Regions from separate parts of the Mus musculus genome. Here region 1 is linked to region 2. The links are chromatin contacts, called in public HiChIP or PLAC-seq maps. All regions are on one chromosome and are shown on one strand. Each heading gives the region's core, a stretch centred on a gene start, on an enhancer-like site or on the middle of the called end of the contact. The rest is flanking DNA. Distances are from core to core; before and after follow the strand shown.

Evidence for each region. HiChIP or PLAC-seq counts read pairs in DNA pulled down with a chosen protein or histone mark.
Region 1: an H3K27ac HiChIP or PLAC-seq map of trophoblast stem cells shows a contact between it and region 2, with 19 read pairs. The contact joins two enhancer-like sites. A contact is called at or near these places in 1 of 39 promoter capture datasets (embryonic stem cells), 12 of 484 Hi-C or Micro-C datasets (the 63-12 cell line, B cells, the HL-1 cell line and 5 more), 9 of 115 datasets of contacts at active chromatin or transcription factors (CD8 T cells, bone marrow-derived macrophages, differentiating embryonic stem cells and 5 more) and 1 of 9 other capture datasets (embryonic stem cells).

What each region holds. Positions count from the first base shown.
Region 1 is chr6:31,370,872-31,377,701 of GRCm38.p6, reverse strand. The region is part of intron 2 of Mkln1os (muskelin 1, intracellular mediator containing kelch motifs, opposite strand); the gene reads left to right. LOC115490343 (a long non-coding RNA gene) reads right to left here. Exons shown (of 2, transcript XR_003956274.1): 1 at 5,208-6,830; 2 at 1-3,020. Among named protein-coding and RNA genes, the nearest start is that of Mkln1os, 24 kb to the left of the region's middle. Within about 2 kb of position 4,836, at least 42 of the 459 cell types and tissues checked have an H3K27ac peak or open chromatin away from gene starts, as enhancers often do. A contact at or near this core is called in trophoblast stem cells, where this site is marked.
Region 2 is chr6:31,194,475-31,201,251 of GRCm38.p6, reverse strand. The region is part of intron 1 of Lncpint (long non-protein coding RNA, Trp53 induced transcript); the gene reads left to right. Among named protein-coding and RNA genes, the nearest start is that of Lncpint, 21 kb to the left of the region's middle. Within about 2 kb of position 3,086, at least 19 of the 459 cell types and tissues checked have an H3K27ac peak or open chromatin away from gene starts, as enhancers often do. A contact at or near this core is called in trophoblast stem cells, where this site is marked.

The sequences.
Region 1 (6,830 bases), core at 3,587-6,086, 170 kb before region 2:
ACAGATAGTGATAACTCATGGTGCCGCAGAGCCCACAAGCAATTAAATAAGGGTCCATCAAAGTCACTAATTCAGATAATTGACCTATGCTTTGATTGAAGTTTCACTGTAGAGATATTTGGGGAACAAAGAGTTTGCCAATCGATTTCTTAAGCAATATTGTAGGAGGGTGATTATGAGCATTCAGCTTCTGAGAACACCTGGGAGAAGACCTTCAGCATTTCACATACCTGTCAAAAAGCTCTTTGGAAATTAATCTCCGAGCAGACTCTGACTTTGTTTACTCCTAAACAGCATGATCATCCCTTCCCCAGATAACAAAGGAATGTGTTGTAAGAGAGCATAGATGAGTGTCACCCTTAAGAGACTATCACAGTGTCTGCTTACACAGTGAGGATGGCAGCTATGCCACTAACCCATGCAATCTTATGAGTCCTCGTTACACATGCATTTCCATTTCAATATATTTATTATTTCTAACTAGTTGTATTGTGTGTGTCCATAGAGACCAGAAGAGGGACCAGAAGACAGCATTCACTATTTTTAATTAGTTTTATTCTGTATGTATTGTGTGTGTCTGTCTGTCTGTGCATGATGTGTGTGCAGGTGCCCATGGGAGCCAGAGAGCATCAGGTCTTCTGGAGTCAAAGTTAGAGGCAAGTGTTAATTGCCTGCCATTTCTGCTAGGAACTGAACTGAGGTCCCTTGCAAGAACATGCTCTTAACTACTCACCAGCTCCTAATTCATTCAATCTTTAACCCAAATCTTACCTGGAATTACAGGATTATGGTATTAAGGATTGCTATGTTTCAATGAAATGTTCTAGGCACCTGGGGTATATCAGAAACTAAAATAAATATTCTTTCATTCTATTTAGGAGAGAGAAGTTAAAAAAGCATCAATTTTGTCAATTATACTAAAAAAATAGTGTTAATAACAAAAAAATTTTAAAGTAGGGAATATATAGGTCATTGTAATTTTAAATTATGACTGTCAGTCATTTAAAAGGCTGCATTGGGCATGTGTGGTAATGCATATCTTTAATCTAAGCACTTGGGTTAGAAGCAAGTGGATCTCTGTGAGTTCAGTGTTAGCCTGGTCTACATAGTGAGTTCCAGGTCAGCCAGGGAGGGCTACATAGTGGGACCCTGTCTATAAGATGGGGGAGGGAGTGATACTGAAAGAAAAAATTGGATGATATTTAATAACTAGTAATACACACTCTATCACTTTTCAAAGTCTTAGGGCTAGAAAGGTAGCTCAGTGCATAAGAACACATGCCGCTCTTGCAGAAGACCCAGGTTGGGTTCCCCCCACCCATATACAGTGTTTCACAACTCCAGAGATCCAGGCCCCCTCTCTGGCCTCTGTGGACACCTGCACACATGTGGCATACATACCTACACAGGCATGCACTTACATACATTAAAAAGTAATCCTTATAATTGTATTTTCCAGATCCAGAGTTTCTATAAATATATTAATATTTTATATTTAAAATAAATATTTTAAACTTCTCAGAAATCAATCTTTAAAAATCTTAAAAGGGCTTTTTTTTCTTATGTGGTTCCACCTCAACTCTATTCATCTGCACATTATTTATTTATTTATTTATTTATTTTTATGTACATTTGTTGTTTGGCATACATGAGGGTACCAGATCCCCTGGAACTGGAGTTCCAGACAGTTGTGAGCTGCCATATAGGTACTGGGAACTGAACCTGGGTCCTCTGGAACAGCAGCCAATGCTGTTAACCACTGAGCCATCTCTCCAGTCCCCTATCTGTGCCTTCTTAAAGTATCCAAGAACCTTTCTACTTTGAAAGGGTAAAGGTTAAAAGAACACACAGGCTGTTTCATGTATGTCCTACCTACGATTTACCAATGGGGATGGGTTAACATGCTGCTTTCTTAGGGCCTAATGTGTCCCCTGAAGGAAGCCACCCGTTTTAGTGGCACTCCATAATCACAGGGCCCGGAGGGAGGTTCTTGTCTTGAAAATAATAGAGAGACTCAAGCTAGAAGACCTCATGCTATTCAGTAGGCACTTAGGAGCAGCACAGGAGAGTTTGGCTGGAGAAGGAATATCGGTGATGTTATACAGTCATCTCAGAATAAGATAAAGGGACATGGAATCTGGGGTTTACTTAGCATCTACTGTATACTGAGCATCATGTAAACTCTACAACATGAACTGACTATTTTGATCATCCACATAGAAAGGGCAGGGGAACTGAGGCTCAGAGAAGATGAGGAAACTGCCCACTGCACACACGGGGTGACTTACAAGCATAAGTCTGCCTGGCTCCAGAACCCATGTTCCTACCTCACTAGTCAACGCTGTGTAGGATTCATCAGATATGGGATATAAATTGTTATTGCTCCTGCAGCTTTCAAAGGACTGTTTTCCCTGGGTGGTTCCGGTTCTGAGGCTCTAGTGCTTGTGGAGATGCAACGGCATTTTCTACCCCATCCATCTCTCCCCGAGTCTATTCCTAGTGTCTCCCAAATTCTCAGTTGCCCATCCTGTCTCACCATGACTGCCTGTGACTCCCTCTGTTTGTAGCCCAGATAGCCCTACAACCCAGAGCTGCTTCCCCACCCTACCCCTGCGCCTGCCCCTCTACCACGGAGCAACCAGGCCCAACAGGTACCGATGCAAGTTTCTAGCTTCTCTGTACTCTTCAACCAAGGTTAAAGGCTGTGCTACAGCGAGTTGGTTGTAGCTGGTGAGGAAGCTAACAGTGGGAACAGGTGACATGACCCAGCATGTGAGAAAAGTGATTTCTAATGGAGTGAACGTGGACCACTGGGAAACAGGAAAGGGGAAGGCCCCGAGAAGGTGAATTCCTTGTCATTCCTCCTCCCAAGACCTTATCTGAGGCATGGCTTCATCCTGTAGCAAGGTACTATTGTGCAAAGCCCCTTGTGCAGGCATACCGTCTGTCTCTCTGGCAGACCTTGTCTTCTTCTGCTTCCCTTTTCCTCTCAACTCGCCGCTGCCCCAGGATCTCATCTCCTAAATAAAACATTGGCTTAATGTCTCAGTTTGGGTTCTGTTTTTCTAGAAAACATAAACTAAATAAAATATTCAAGTTCAATTTCTCTTCATAGGACCACCGCTTCTTGGATTCGCTTGAGTGTGTTCCAAGAGATAATAGCTGATAATGATGTCATACATATATACATACACACAAAGATAAAAATAAATCTTAAAAATCATGCTGTCAGTATCAGCACGCCGAGCGGTATTTGCATATTTCCCTTAAAATGTGAAGTTTGTTTGAAAACAAAGTAAAACTATTGAATGAGACCTTGGTGCTAAAAGGAATTCAGAGCTGGGAACTCATAACTGGCTTGCTCCTGCATGCCTCATTTCCTGAGTGTCTCACAGGAGCCTTCCCTTTGCCAGGTTTGGACCCCCACATTCTCACTCGGACTATTATAATTGTTTTTTAACTTTTCTCTTTGTTTCCACACTGACTCCTGCCATCAAGTAAGTAGTCCTGGTTTTTTTTGGAGACAGGGTTTCTCTGTGTAGCCCTGGCTGTCCTGGAACTCACTATGTAGACCAGGCTGGCCTCAAACTCAGAAATCTGCCTGTCTCTGCCTCCCGAGTGCTGGGATTAAAGGCGTGCGCCACCACGCCCGGCTGTAAGTAGTCCTAAGATGGATTTTATCTTGCTCCCCATGTTTAAAAACCTTTAGTAACTTCTCATCCTTCTAAATCTACTCTTTGATGATGCTGGGACAATAACTGTTGACCCAGCTGGGCCCCTTTAAGGGACAGGGTGTGAAATAAAACTAGAGGGCATCAGCACTGAACTAAATGGCACATGGAAGGCCGGGAATGGTGGCACACGCCTTTAATCCCAGCACTTGGGAGGCAGAGGCAGGCGAATTTCTGAGTTCAAGGTCAGCCTGGTCTACAGAGTGAGTTCCAGCACAGCCAGGACTATACAGAGAAACCCTCGAAAAACCAAATAAATAAATAAATAAATAAATAAATAAATAAATAAATGGCACATGGAAGATGACAGCCACGGTCAACGGTGGCAGACACCAGGGCGGCAGCAGATGGCATGGGTGGAAGAATGAAATAAAATATAAAATAAAATAAGAAGCACCATGGAGCAAGGCCAGCAGAGGTAAGAGTCATGACAGCAAGACACCAGCAGGATATAGAAACAGCACTTCATGCTGTTTCAGCATAGCTTGTGGTCCCCTGAGTTTAGCTCTGTTGAAACAATGGCATTGCCTCTTGAGATTTTTATCAGCCCAGATCATGGCAGGAACCTGAAGTCATAATCAACTGAGGCTTTGAAAATCAGGTGGTTAGGACATATCTACAGGGCATAGGCAGAGTTATGGGTAGTTAGGGTGCTAGGCACTAGCAGAATCGTGTTAGTAGAAGCCAGGGATGAAGAGAAAAGGGAACAGAGTCCCAGAAAGAACAGGAAGTATGGCAGAACATGGCTATCACTGCTAGTGATCATGAGAGCACCCTGCTAAAGACGGGAGCCTCACTGCCTCTTCCTCCTCCTCTCTGAGATTTACTAATGTCTCCCATTCGAAAGCCCAAGGGTTAGCCAGAGGACAAAGGAAGCCAGGTGACATAGCATGGGGGTAACAGATTATCAACTACAGCCCAGGGCAGAGAAGAATATAGTCTTCCCTGTCCCCTAGTAAATGTGCACAGCCTGATTCCAGAACCCAATGGTACTTACTGCATTCCATGGCAAAAGTCGTGATTTCAGTTGAGGGTCATGAGAGGGGAGGCTTAGCCCACAATCTGGGTGGGACCTTAGTTCAGTCACACACATTCCTACAGGGAGTAGCAGGGGGAGGTTTACAACGTTGGAGGAGTCCATGTGACCACAGAAACAGATTAGACTGGAGTGGCCAGGAACCAAAGAAAGCCTGAGGCTATCACTAACTGGAAGAAACAGGAGACCGATTATCCCTGCCCCCTCCAAGCCTCAAGAGACTTTGACCCTGCCCAAACCTTCATTTTAGACTGGTGGCCTCTAGAACTGGAAGAAAAATAAAATTCTGTTGTTTTAAGTCAGCCAGTTTGTGCTAATTTGTTACAGCAGTCACAAGAAACCAACAGAGGCCAAATGGACACCAAACAGCACAGAATCTATCCACCTCAAACGGCACAGTGATGGCCACACTCCTGCTGGCTGGACACTCTTTGACCTACCTTTTATATTCCATTTGGAAGTTCTGCTGGGACCATTCACACACCTCACATCACGGCTCCCAAATCACAGCTGCCTTCATGTGCAAATGTCTTTTCTTTCAGAGAGGAGGATAACCTTCTTCAGAGCCGTCTCTCACACCTTGGGAACCCTCAACACTCCTCACATACTTCTTTAAGCAGAGTGATTGGTAAATGAAAAGGAAAACTTCCAATTGCCCATCTGTAAATGGAAAATAACAACCACTAACTTGCCTCTCGGAGGTAATGGTGGCAATGTTTCCTGAAAACAGTTCCTGTACCTGTAGCAGAAGTGATCTATCTGAAACACATTCCTACTAGAACAATTCCTTAGGAAAGAAATTACATTTCATTTTAGCAAACCCTGTATTCTACATTGAACTGAAACGGCCAGCATTTCACCCTAAGGAAGAAGAGGCCAGGGCTAATTGAGAAACAGAGGCAGGGATAGAGGGGGTATGCAATGGTAGACTACTTGTTTAGTGTGTTTGAATTCCTGAGTGTGGACAGGAATACCTGTCCACAGCACTGAAAAAAAAATCAGCAAGCACGCAGTCAAACAGACAAAATAAACACTTGAGACAGAAATACAAGTGCCAAGAAACCTTGACTCATATGATAAACACCTATTAAGGAACTATGATGCTAAAATACAGTCTATAGATGCTGAGGAAAAGCAATAAGGCATAATCCCAAATAAGCAATTATAACAAAATATGATGTTATATATGCTTGTGTGCATGTGTGTGTATACATTTGTGTGTATATGTATATGTATGCAGAAGGATGTCGGGGGTCTTCCTCAATCCCTTTCCACCATGTAGTACTGAAAAGGAGGGAGGGAGAGAGAGAAAGAGAGAGACAGAGAGACAGACAGACAGACAGAGAGAGGAGAGAGAGGGTCTAGAGAAAGGAGGGGGGTCTTCCTGAGACCCCCCCTCCACAGCTCCAATGTATGCCTTTTGTAAGAGTGAAGTGCTAGGGGATCAGAAAGAAGGGAATGGCTGACTCTAGAGACAGGAGTCTCACTCCCAAGGAGCCACTTTGAAGCTAGTGTTTTAGGATTTCACCAGGCAGAGGCAAAGTCTGGAACATTCCAAGACCAAAAGAAACAAGGGCTTGTGCAGCTGCCAGCGAACCACACCCTACTCAGTCCTATTGTATCCGCAAAGGTCTATTTTTACCGCTGTCCTCACAGCCACTTTTTAAGACAAAAGGAGAATGTGGACTAAGTCCCTTCTTTGCAATCTGGTATTTTATAGATCAAAGAAAGGAGACTCTGAAGAGGGAATGTGAAGGATGACTTCTGGTGAATCCAGAATTCTTCCAAGGAGTAGAAACTCGGGCTCTTCCCTTTCCTGGTTTCTTGAAGATTGAAGAGAGGCTGCCTTAGTGTGGCAGTAGCCAGTCCTTCCGAGCTCAGAAGGAAACAGGGGGAATGAGGACATCTCAAGCAGAGTCATTGCTTTGTGACAAACGCGCCTTGGCCAGGATGGAGGGCCCGGCTGCTTCCCCTCTGCTGACCTTTAGATCTCTCTACCGACAGCAGGCACCACCCAGCCTCTCTTCCAGTTGAGTCCTGCTAGGCCTCTGAGACCAGAGCTC
Region 2 (6,777 bases), core at 1,837-4,336:
ACTGTATCACACTGGAGGCATAATGCCACCCCTGAGAAGGTTGACACCGTTGTTAAGGCCGGCTTTTCTCTCTGTGTCTGTCTTGTCTGTCGGTTTTTCCTCCATTTTTCAAATAAAAACAAGCTCATGGGATAACCTTTCTTAGATTTTTATTACTTATTTATAAGTAGTATTTACAATTTTTTGGTTTTGGTTTTGACTATACTTAAGTTTTTTGTTTTTGTTTTGTTTTGATGGATGGGCTTTTTTTGGTTTGCTTTTGAAACTGGGTCTCAGTCTAGCCCTGGCTAGGCTGGAACTCGATGTGGAGCTCAGACTGCCCTCGGCTTCTGGCAATCCTCCTGCTTCAGCCTTCCAAGTACTGGGATGACAGCTGTGAGTCACCACACTACCTTCTCAAGTTTTGAAAAATATCTGTAGTCAAACTGATGAGTCTTTCTTATTTCTGACTGAGTCCTAGTTCGCCTGCTCCACAGCAGTGTGAGAGAACAAGCCAGTCCTCCTCCAGGACTTGTACAGCTTATTCTTGTGAGTGGTCTGAGGTACAGATCTAAGTTCATGACTCTCGAAATGGCTCTCCAGTCACTTTAGCATCGTTTATTGTCAAGTGCTTTTTCACGTGTTTCCTTTAGTTTGCACAAAGCTGCATGTCTCCTTGAGCCTGCTCTTTACTTTGTTGTGTGGATTCCTTGGTCTTTCTATCTGATCTGTCCATTATGTAGGCTTTATGTTAGAATATATCACCTAGAAGAACATACCATCGTCCCCTCTAGTACCTGAGAGTTTCCCTGGCTATTCTATTCATTCATTTTTCAATATGAAATCCTCTTATCAATCATCCACTTAAAAACTTAGTATATTTTGGAACTTACATTAATTTTATGAATTTAATTACAGTGAGCTGGCATTTTAGTGACATTAGCTTGTTCTATATCAGAAAATACAAGAGCTCTTATTTGGTTGAGTTTTCATTTGTTCCTCCTTTGAGATGTTTGTAAAGTCTTCCTCTGATGGGTTTTACACATTTCTTATTATGAAACTTGCATTTTTTCCACTTAATATTCTGTTGAGCAGGTCAGTACATGTTGACCTATTTTATCTTGTAAAATGGATCCAGAGTAGTCTGCCGTGTCCTAATTTAATTTAACTTTGCCTCTGTTGATGTATGCTTGTTACTTTTAATTTTTTCCTCTTCTAAGCAGCTAGAATTAGAATTCCTTATTCATAAACCATCTGGATTTTGGAGGTAATAAATGCTGCCAAGTTATCCTCTCAAACCATTTGATAGTCATGCAAACTTTATTGCATATGTACATTATTACCAGATCTCCAAACTTTTTAAAAAAAGGTTTACTTATTTATTTTCTATGAATACACTGTAGCTGTCTTCAGACAAATCCAGAAGGTGGCATGGATCCTATTACAAATGGTTGCGAGTCACCATGTGGTTGCTGGGAATTGAATTCGGGACCCCTGGAAGAGCAGTCAGTGCTCTTTACCACTGAGCCATCTCTCGAGCCCTCTCCAAAAATTTTAAAGGAAAAAAAAAAACATGAAAGATGCTCCTGCTCTAAAAGTTTTTTGTGTTCATGAACATGGATTATATAAGGTAGAAGTGGCTGGGGATGCAGCTTAGTCATTCAGTGCCTGTCTAGTGTGCGGGTTCAGTTACCAGAGTACTACAAATAACAAAGTGGCAGAAGTCACAGTGTTTGCCTTGAGTAGCTACAACACAGTCTTGGAAACCATATTTACATACATTAGAAAGTAAGTAAAGTTTCCATGAATGTAGACCTTGAATTGAGCCCAGAAGAGTGAGTCACTGGGTCTAGGGACTTCAATCCTAGTATTCAAGGGACAGGAGCAGGTGGATCTCAGTGAATTTGGGACCAGCATGGACTGAACAGCAAGTTCTAGGTCAGCCAAGGACTGCGTAGTGAGACCTTGTTTTAATATCCTCCTCCCCAAAAGAAAGTGCTGAAAGTGGTGTGGTGCACCACTGGTTTGGTGTGCTAATGGCACGGGTTGAGCTTACTTTGCCAGCGACAGTAATGGCCTAGACTAAAATGGGATCTGTATGCAAAGATAAGGAAAGGACAGCAGGTGATGGATGACTGAGGTGAGGCCCAAAGAAACACTTGAGGTTTGATCTCCTGCTGGCAAGCTACAACTCACCCTCAAATCCAGAGATTGGAGTCAACAGTAAAAACTGGGTGTGTCTACCTGTGTCTGGGGTTGGGGTTCAGGACTGGGGTCTCGTCTTATATTGAAGTCATAATATTAGGTTCCAGTCCTCTTCCAAAGTGGTGTACTTCCTGGTGCTGGTGACTCCTGGAGACCTCAGTTCTCCCTGTGAGTCTCTCCACAGAGTAGAGTGTCCATAAGACCTGGCCACTTCACCCCCAGATCAAGTAATCCAGGGGACCAAGACAGGTGCCTCAGTCAGTGCCTTTTGACTTTCCCTTTGGAAGCCGTTCATCACCTGTCTCTCCACATTCTATTCTCTAGAAACAAGCTGTAAGTTCAACCCACATTCAAGAGCAGGGGAACTAACTTTCATGTTTTCAAGGGGAATGTCGAAGAATCTGGGAACAGATTGTGAGACCTACACACTGTCCTGTCTGTTCTGACAAGGAGGGATGCTAACATTTTCAAAAGGGAAAAATGAGCTTCTCTCCCACTCACCCCCCTGTGGTATCCACGGAAGATGAAGCCGGCTGTAGTGTTGAATATAGATTGAAGTGAGATCTGCCCTGTGCTGTCATCAAGCCCGCCAGTGGGGATAGAGTTAGTTGAGGGCACTGACGGGGGAGGTAGAGCGGGTGGGACAGCGGAGGCAGCAGAGTGAAGAGCAAGTGATGAAGGAGAGAGAGAAACGAGGCATGTCAGAACTGGGAAGAAGAGCAAACTCTGAGGGAAAATGAAACTGCTTTGGTTCTAAGCATTCAGTGGGCAAAGCCCTAAGGAGTCCAAAATGCACAGCCAGGACCCAGATTGAAACCTCTCACAAGAGAGGCCCAGCAGTGATAGTTACACTGTTAGGGAGAAAAACAGCCTGGCAGGCCAGGGCCTGTGCCTGTGCTGTGGTTTGGAGCAGGACTAGAGGAGGGAGCCAGATCTGCAGCATGGCGGGGAAGGGAGAACCTGCTGTGTTCCTGGCAGGAAGGAGAGACTCTGGAATGTTCCAGAGCCCTCAGGTGTTGGGGTTTAAAGAGGGCTGTGTTTGCCTGCAAGACTGCAATGGAGACAGCAGTTTTTAAGTGGAATAAAACAGTTTTGGAACTTGGATTATAACATGTACATTGATGGCTTTTTAAATGCTCAAGATTGGGAGGAAGGGTGGCTGGCATTCTAGAAATTCCTTCCTTTGATGTTGACATATCTTCTGGATTCCTTTTAGAACCCCCGTGCATCCCAGGGATGGCGCCCTCTACAGGAGGGTCCTTGCCTCACTTTCGGGAGTCTCTTAACTGTAAGTGAAATCTGTTTACCTTCTTAGCTTTTTCCCCCTCCAAGTACTGCTTCAAGATGTCCTTGAAGTGCATCTGTTATGTGTGTGCATCAACCAGTATGTCCACCACAGCACACATGTGGAGGTCAGGACAACCTGTGACAGTTGGTTCTCTCCTCCTCCTGAGTGGGTCAGATCATTCTCAGGCTTTGAGGCAGACTCCTCTACCCTCTCGGCAGCCCCTGCTCCTCTCCCCCTCCCTGCCAGTCTTGCTTTTTAATGCCTGTCTAAGAGATTGTGAAATTCCCTTCTTTTTATCACCTACATTAAGTGTGATTCTCTTACTGTTCTTGTTAACTAAACTTGGAATTTATATATAACAAATACGATTAAAATGGTTAATTGAGATCATACTTGATACCCTTCCATTATATATCTGTATGATGCATAATCAGTTTTCACATTAGGAAAATAGTTCGTAAGTCTCCCAGTGGGACATAGCATGTTCTCAGATTTCAATAAAGATTTAAGGTTAAATGAATCAGGGACTTTTTATAGGTTAAACGTCAAGGCCCCCCTAAATTTTCTTCACCACGTGATATAGTGATTGCTTTCCAGTTCTTCTTTAAAGAAAAATGCTTAGGTCTGATAAATACAGAAACTAAATCAAAGTGGCAAAAATTACTTAGTGCCAAATTACAGATTTTTTTTTTACAGAGCAGTCTTGATAGCTTATGTTGCGATAAAGCAACTATTGTTGATAAGTTCCTTTTAGTACAAAAAAATATGATTATGGTTAGTGTCATCTTTCAATCAGTGGGGCAGCCTCACAGGACGCAGCCTGGTCCTGCAGAATGTGCAGGGGGTGAGCACGGACAGAGATTGAAAGACCAGGAGTGTGAGAGGAGACACCGGAGACCTAGGACCAGGACATGTGCTGTGTGTAACCCAGATGGTACAGGCACAAGGTGTGCGGAAAGGGCTGCAGGCTGCAAACCTGCATGGACTCCAAACTACAGGTGGTTCTTAGTTTTCCTTAAAGAAATAAAAGAATGGAAAGAGAGCATCTCGGGAGATCACTACATTTTCATTCTGTGTCAAGAGCTACAGAGATTAACAGCATCCTGGCTTTTACAAAACATTGTACTTGGCGCTGGTTTGGTTTTTTTTTTTTTTCCCTCCCTTTTCCTGGTTCTTACCCATCTTGCTCTCTTCTTTTTTTCTGTACATTCTTTTGTGGACAACAACAGATCTAGAAACTTGTTAGGTCACTTACTCCGTTCCCATTTTTCCCACAAACTCAGGAAGTACTGTCATCCTCCAAGCTCCTCTGATTCCAGAATGTTCTGGGAACTTCTCGATCACCAGGCTTCTAGGACATACGTTCCTGACCTTTCACTTGCAAAGGGGTAATAAGTCAGGCTCATTTGAGCAGCCGTCCATTGAATAGTGACCAAGTGCGTGCTTGCTCTGCCCTTCTGCTGACTGCACACCGCCATCAGCAGTGGTGCTGAGGGCTGCCTATCTGTGGCTGAGAGGTGGACTATGCATGATGGGAGGTATCTTGGGGGCTTACTGAAGTTGAGTGACACAGAGCTGCTTATCTGAGGTGTTCTGCTGCGGACGTGTCAGGGATGGGTCGGGAACTAGAAACCCGATGCAGTGTAGTGTAGTGTGGTAAACACTGGATCTCAAGCCCAGGCTGGTCAGGGAGTCTGCAGTCCACTTGCCTGCGTGGTCTGGGCTGTCTGAGGACTGTCTGCAGTCCTTCCGAGAAGTCGCTGCTCCTCACCTTGGGGAAGACCAGGGAAGCGTTTCCAAGGCACCATGTGGCACCCTGTAGAGGTATGAGGACTTAAGAAAGGGCTCGAGGCTGGTGGTGGAAAAGTGGTGGGGGATGGGGCTGGAGAGGGCCCTGCAAAGACTGCTGATGCCCTGTTGGCCTTGGGAACTGTTGGAAGTTTTAAATGTAAAGGAACCCTGTAGCTTGGCTAGAGGACTTGAAACGATGGTGACTGCTTGGAACAGCTATGGCGATTTAGAAAGAAGAGAGGCAGGAGAGGAAGTGGACTGATTACTTCGCTGTAACCAAGGCATGGCGGGGATTGAAGGCAGGGGAGGAAGAGTTAGGAGCTTCTTGCCTGGGAGCTTAGAACTACATCACAATTATTTTCTTAAACCAGTGCTTTTCAGGACAATTTAAGAGTCTTCTAAATCTCGGACATTTTTATTCACCAGGCATTAGAATGCAGTTTTCTATCTTTAAATGCACAGGTGGCACCAGATACATCACTACCACCATCTTCTGCGGCGACACTGTACACAGCTAAGCACCTTCCCCTTAGGTTAAGTCAGACAATGTCTGCCCTTTTGTGATAGGCTAACTTTGCTTAGTGTCTTCAAGGTTCACCTGTGCTGTAGCATGTGTCAGAATTCACCTCGGTGGTTTTTGGGACAGATTCTCATTATGCAGCCTGCTTTTAGCCTCGAATTCACTGTGCCCCTGCCTCCAGCCTGCGCATTCAGGGCTCACAGGTGTGCTTTTTAAGGCGTTTTCCTGTTGTCCAGGAAATGAGTCCAGCTCCTCATGGCACTAAGCAGTTCTTACTTAGTGCACTAGCCTTGAAGAACAGAATTGGGGGCTAGAGAGATGGTTCAGCAGCTATGAGGACTTGCTGCCTCGGCATAGGACTCAAGTTTGGTTCTCAGTACCTACATAATGGCTCAAAACCAGTTCCAGGGTACCCAGAACCAGCTGTGATCACTGTAGGCATTGCACACGCGCACGCGCGCATGCACACACACACACACAGAGAGCATGCACGTACATGCACGCAAAATACTTAAACACATATAAAGAAAATTAAAAATCAGAGCAGTCTCAGAGCTTTGCTCCAGATGGAGAATTGGTTGTGTATACCCATTCAACGCACAGTCATTGCTGTATTGTGTGATGTTTTGTATACAGTTTAATTTTGATTTAACTATCAGAACAAAGTTGGTAGATCTGTAGGACAGATTTAAGAAGGAAGCTGCCTTTTAAATTTTAATTATTTACTTGTCCTTTCATTCATTCATTTTTGCCTTTTTGAGACAGGATTTCTCTCTATTATAGACCTGGCTATTCTGGAACTCAACTCTGTAGGCCAGGCGGACTTCAAACTCAGAGATCCACCTGCTTCTGCCTCCCAAGTGCTGGGATTGAAGATGCAAACCACCACCATGAAACTACCTTTAAAAGAAAGGAAGGAAGGAAGGAAGGAAGGAAGGAAGGAACAGAAAAGGAAAGGGAAAAATTAAGAGATTCTGTCTTAAAATGGGGAAAA